Regions from separate parts of the Mus musculus genome. Here region 1 is linked to region 2. Evidence: chromatin contacts called from public Hi-C data. All regions are on one chromosome and are shown on one strand. Each heading gives the region's core, a stretch centred on a gene start, on an enhancer-like site or on the middle of the called end of the contact. The rest is flanking DNA. Distances are from core to core; before and after follow the strand shown.

Evidence for each region. A called contact is a pair of places that touch in the nucleus more often than the background predicts.
Region 1: a contact with region 2 is called in a Hi-C map of B cells, with 5 read pairs. The contact joins the promoter of Rnf170 here to the promoter of Xkr5 in region 2. A contact is called at or near these places in 1 of 39 promoter capture datasets (pre-B cells) and 1 of 484 Hi-C or Micro-C datasets (B cells).

The regions. Positions count from the first base shown.
Region 1 is chr8:26,118,009-26,120,822 of GRCm38.p6, forward strand. Rnf170 (ring finger protein 170) reads left to right here and starts at 1,360. Exons shown (of 8, transcript NM_029965.4): 1 at 1,360-1,592; 2 at 2,432-2,555. Hook3 (hook microtubule tethering protein 3) reads right to left here and starts at 1,216. Exons shown (of 22, transcript NM_207659.3): 1 at 950-1,216. The coding sequence starts at 1,006.
Region 2 is chr8:18,949,620-18,952,325 of GRCm38.p6, forward strand. Xkr5 (X-linked Kx blood group related 5) reads right to left here and starts at 1,356. Exons shown (of 7, transcript NM_001113350.2): 1 at 1,257-1,356. The coding sequence starts at 1,314. Gm40464 (a long non-coding RNA gene) reads left to right here and starts at 648. Exons shown (of 3, transcript XR_870173.3): 1 at 648-811.

The DNA.
Region 1 (2,814 bases), core at 110-2,609, 7.2 Mb after region 2:
TGTATCTGGGTTCTTCTAAAAAGGACAGCTAACATTTCTAGCAGTAAGTAAAATGAATGTTCCTGGTTTATCCCATGGCTCTGCATATATGCCTGGACCTACCTCCAACCAGCATATGAAAACCAGAAACAAACACGGTTAACTGTCCAGCTAATGAAAAGGGCCGTTTAAGCCATGACTATTGACAAAATCCTGCATGTTTACTTGAAAATTCGATAACCTTAACCCTCATCAATTCCAAATTAGAATCTCATGGTGCTTTAAAAATGTGTTTCAGTTCCATTACGAAATCCCTCAATTTTTCCAGTTCAACATTTTTATCGTTGGTTCCTTTTATAGGTACCATCACATCGTTTATAACAGTCAAAATGCATCTCGCGTTTTAAATGTTTTGCCTCTGAGTGATTCTTCATGTTTTGTCTATCCACCCTGCCAATGTACTATTTTCCAATGGGCAGGGCTTCATCCATCCCTCAAGGGGCTACACTCCATCCTGGCTGAACGCTACAACAAAGGCGAGCAGCATCGCTTAACTAGGGGGTCCCGACTGCCTCTACCGGGCGCCCAGGCAGAACCAACGCTTTGGATCACTGGGAGCTTGGGAGCGAAACGCCAGCGCCTCATCAAGGCAAACAGTCCTAATTACAGTGTCGCCTGCACCCCATCATTAGCCCCCACCGGGCAGGTTTCCTCTCGGACAGCAGCCAACATCTCAGGCCGGACAAGTTCCTCCTGGACCCTGGGCCCAGCCTGCCTGAGCCCGGCCTCTCCCTGCTGACCCTGACCCGGCCGCGGGTGTAGACGCGGCCGCACCGGCTACTCAGCTCCGCCCGTCCCAAGCCCCGGATGTGACGGCAGGTCGCCCCGGGGCGTTCGCCCCCCGGGACGAGCACCGGTGTCCGCGAAAAGGTGGCGGAGCTTTCCCACCGGCCCGCTGCCCACCACGTACCCAAGTGAGCAGGCTCTCGCACAGCTCCACCCGCTCCACAGACTCCACGTTAAACATCTTCCTGGGGTGGCCGCAGCGTCTCCCTTCAACCAACCAGAAGCCGCGGCCGCTCGGCTCGGGGTTTGAGTCCGAAGGGGTCAGGCAGCAGACCGGGCGTCTGGCGGACCTTCTCTTCCGTCCGTCCGCTCCCGGGGCGCGGACGCTGGCAATCGCTCCGCACTGTCACCAGCCCCTCCTTCCCTCGCTCGGGGCCGCGCACTCCCTTGCGCGCACCCGGCGCCGCCAGCCCACGCCCTCTTGCGCGAGCGCCGCGCCCCGCCGCGCCGCGTAGCGCGAGTCCCGAGGTCCGAGGGCCACTGCGCACGCTCGCGCTCGCTCAGCCCCGCCCCTAGAGGCGCGCTCCCAGAGCCAGTCCAAGGCCCGCGGGCGCGCGCCCCGGCCGGGCCCTGCGGTGGCGGCCGGTCTGTGTGTCTCTCCAGTCCGCTCACCCTCGCCGGGGCTCCGCACTGCGCGTGCGCTGACGCCGGCGCTCTGGCTTAAGAAGCCGCCTGTAGTTTGCACGGGAGGAGTAGCTAGGTAGTCCCCGGAAATGAGCTCTATGCCGACCCGCCGACTGGCCCGGTAGTTCCTCGGCCGCGACGAGGTACGCGCCCCCCTCTCCGGCCGCGGGCGTGTGCCAGGCCACGCCCCCGCACGGGCGGGCCGGGGACCCGCGGACTGCGGGACTCGGCGCGGTGGCGGTGGGGGGAGCTGCGGGACCGCGCGAGGGTAGGCTCCGCGCCCACCGCTTCCCTCCGGAAGCCGGAGCGCAGCCTTCCCTGAGTCGCCGGAGCCTGCCCAGAGTCTCCCTCCGGGCGAAGGTGGAACGGCTGACGTGGGCGCGTCTCGGAGGCTGGGGGCCGGTTTGGCCCGGCTGTGGGGAGCCCGGCGTTCCTCCTTGGAGCCCCCTTCTCCCACAAAAAACTTTACCCAAAGTGACAGAGGGTGGACGCCAGTTCCCCAGTGCGTAAGGACCCTTGCTGTTCCTAAGGCCTGCTTCTTGTGCTAGGAGTTGGCTTCATTGAGGTGCATCCTTGCCCGACTTTCGATTTTTTTTTTTTAATACAAGCCTTGTAGAAGGTTTCATATACGTTTTTAAGTCGCATGCAGAACAGTGCGTAGCAGTACATGTTTGAGGAATATTAATAAAATGAATTGCCACATTCCCAAGAGTTCTTCCATCCATACCATCTCTAATCTGATTTTTGTGATAGGCACTTACTTTATTTTAAAAGCTTTCCCTTTTAGCTTTTTAACCAGATGACTATGCATGTAGTATAATTTTCCTTTGTTTGATTTTGAACTTTTATGAATGGATATGTATTGTGGCTTTGGCTTTTAAATAATATTAAATTATCTGCAAAAATCCCATGATTGTCTAATATCCTATTGTGTGACTACAGCCTTGTACCCGTTCTACTATTGATGTGCACTTTGTTCCAGCTTAGGGCGTCTAAGAATAATGCTATAATAAACAGTCGACCTTAATGCAAAGATATTGGCGTTTCCAAGACAACAAGATACAAGATATATGCTTTGGAGTCCTAGGAGAATCTTGGATTCAAAGGTATGCATAACCACCAGATCATGCAGTCTTTGATTAGCAGTGCCTGGGAAGAAGTTATCTTCCCAGGGCACACCTTCACTTTTTTTTTTTTTTTCTTCAGTTCCTGGGGACTTCTTTCCCATTTGAAGTTGGTTTTCTCGCTGAGCTTTTAGGATTTCAAAAAAACATTGAGTTTTTGTTTTGTTTTGCTTGCGTGGTTGGCTGTGTGTGTGTGTGTGTGTGTGTGTGTGTGTGTGTGTGTAGCCCTGGCAATTCTGGA
Region 2 (2,706 bases), core at 106-2,605:
TATTTAGAGACAATGTTCTGCTAAGTTGCACAGGCTAGCTTTAAACTCTTTCTGCAGCCTAGTTAGGTTTAGAACTCACCACGTTCATCCACCCCCAACCTCTTCATTGGCTTGGATTATACGCCTATGCCATCAGACCAGGCTCCACCTATATAACCTCGGATGTCAGCGAGAAGCTGTGTTGGTATTACTGATTACTGAGGGGGATTGTGGAGGGTACTCAGGGACCCTTTCACACTACCGTTGTCCTGAGTTTTCTAGGATTACCAAGGAATGTAGATCAGTAGGCACAAACCTCACTGCTTGGAGGCAGAGCCGGGAACCCATCAGCTATGGGAAGAGAATAGCCACTATTCCTTTCTCAGTCCCAGGTTATGTTCAGTGCACTGACAAGCTTCCTGCTAAACATCCATTCTTTTCCTGTTGGAAAGCTAGGGGACTAGGCCACTATGGGCAACAGTGTACTTCCTAGTCTCTTAGGGCCTAAACTAGCGCCCTTTGGGATTCTGAGTGGGTGTTGGGGACGGGAATCTGCAGGGATTATTCTGTAAATCAGAGGTAAATTTCAGAGATACCATGTCCAAGAAGGGACGCGGAACCTTGTTGGATCCGGATGGTGGAGTTTCCCCAGGGACCGGGCCTTGTAGGAGAGTGGCAGAAGTGGGCGGAGGCACTCTATGCCAGCACTGAAAGGGTTACAAATTCAAACGCGAAAGGCGCGAAAACTATGGCCATCTTGCTTCATCTCCGCTACCCACAGGACCCTTGTCTTCAGTAAACCAGCGTTCTGCTGTGTCACAATCTCGAAAGGGTAACCAGTGTCCTTTGGGATCCCACCCCTCCACCTCTCCCAGCTCTTGGATCGCATGCCACCCCAGCCCGGAGCCCGGGTGTCCAGGGAGCCAGGGCGCCTCACCAAGTGCTGGCGCTCCAAAGTAGCCTCCTCACGCAGCTCTTTGCAGAGCACCAGCGAGAGGAGAGAGAAGGGACTCAGGGCTCCGGGTTTGGAGTATGGGGAGGATCCATGCATGGAGGGATGTCTAACTGGATGGAGGAAATCATGCATGGTGAGGGGATCACACAGGGAGTGCTCTGCAGGCTAGGACGGGAGATCATCGTGCGTGCACCGGCGCAGTGTTCGCCGCTTGCCTGCCTGCCGGAGGAGGAGGAGGCACAGCGGTGGTAGATGTGCCCCGCACACTGGGTTGGAGTAGGGTATTGGAGGGGTGAGCACTCGCGGGCTGCGCCTCACTCACGCGCGCTTTGCTCGGCCGCCTGCAGCAGGGCAGAGAGCCCCAGGAGCCCCGCGTGCATCTTCTGAGCTGCTGCTGCCTGTGCCCGCCCCTTCCCCTGCCCGGGACCGGGTTGGGGAGGCTTCCGGCTTGGGGCCCCAAGACAGGAGGCTTTTCTTCCCAGTCAGTTACCAAGTTGCTAGTAGGGTTGGGGTGAAGGCGGGGACAGGGGGCAGGAGGAACCGACAGGTTCTTAGGGGGCAGTCTCGCGGTCTGTGTCAGATTTGCATGCTGTCCCAGCCTCCTAACGGCTGTAAGACACAATGGGTTTGTTCTGAAGCGAAATGGGTTAGTCACTGGGTGGTCATAGTCAGCGGGTTTGCTCAAAACAGAGTCCACTTAACTACTAGTCAGAGTGGTGTATGTGTGTATGTGTATCATGGGAGGAGGAATTTGAAAAGCTGATTGGGACTTTTGAAAAATTTCAGTTGTGTGTCCAGAAAAGGGAAAGGAAACACGCCTAAAATGGCATCTGAGCCTTTAATAGCCGCTTTGCTTTCAGACCTTTCTCCCAGGTATCCTTGAGGGGTTAATCCAGATCCCCCAAAGCCAGAAGTAAACCTTCCCACGGAAAGTCTTTCTGGGAGATGGGAAAGCATCACCCTGACATTTGTTTCGATGTAGAGGTTACACAGGACTGTGGACGTGGGGACAAAGATTGTTCTGAATCGTCCATGCCCAGCGGAAAAATGTTTTATAACCCTTGAGCAGGCGTGGCAGGAAATTACTAAGTAGAGGTCAGGCCTACAGCGATTCTGCCCCATAGAATTCTTGCGAAGGAATAAGAATACACAAATTAGGACTGGAAATAAATGCTGTTCATGATTAGTGATGGGTGGGGAACATTTCAATACATTTCTCAACATTTTTAGCCTTAAAACATCCCACCACACTCCCCATCCAAATTCCTAGGTGTACGGTTTGAGAAATAAAAACATATTCTATATTTCATTTGTTAAAAACAGTCCAAGGCAGGCAAGGTGGGGGATCAGGACGTTGGCTGCCTCTCTGGTCTGTCTTGTGTGCTGTGTCCAGTGTGGAGGGACATGGCCCCCCAGGTTCAGAATCCTATAAATGGAGATCGCAGAAGGGTCAGCTGGAAGACACAACTGGGGATTCCAGCTGGGATATTCTATCTGATTCTATTCTATTTGATTGGCTGTGTGGCAAAGGTGGTTGGTTCATAATCACACCTCCTGTGCCACCAGCCTCCCTTCTCTCTACCTTTCTTTTCTTCACAGCACTTATCCAGTTACGTTTCCTCCTTGGCTAATGTGTTATCTTTTACCAGTCTGCTATGGCAGGAGGTGAGGTGCCTTCATTAGACTAATGACACTGTCTCTAGACCTGACTCAGGGGAGGCTCTTGTGAGACAGACTTCCTGGAGAGACAAAACATGACAGATAAAAGCAAT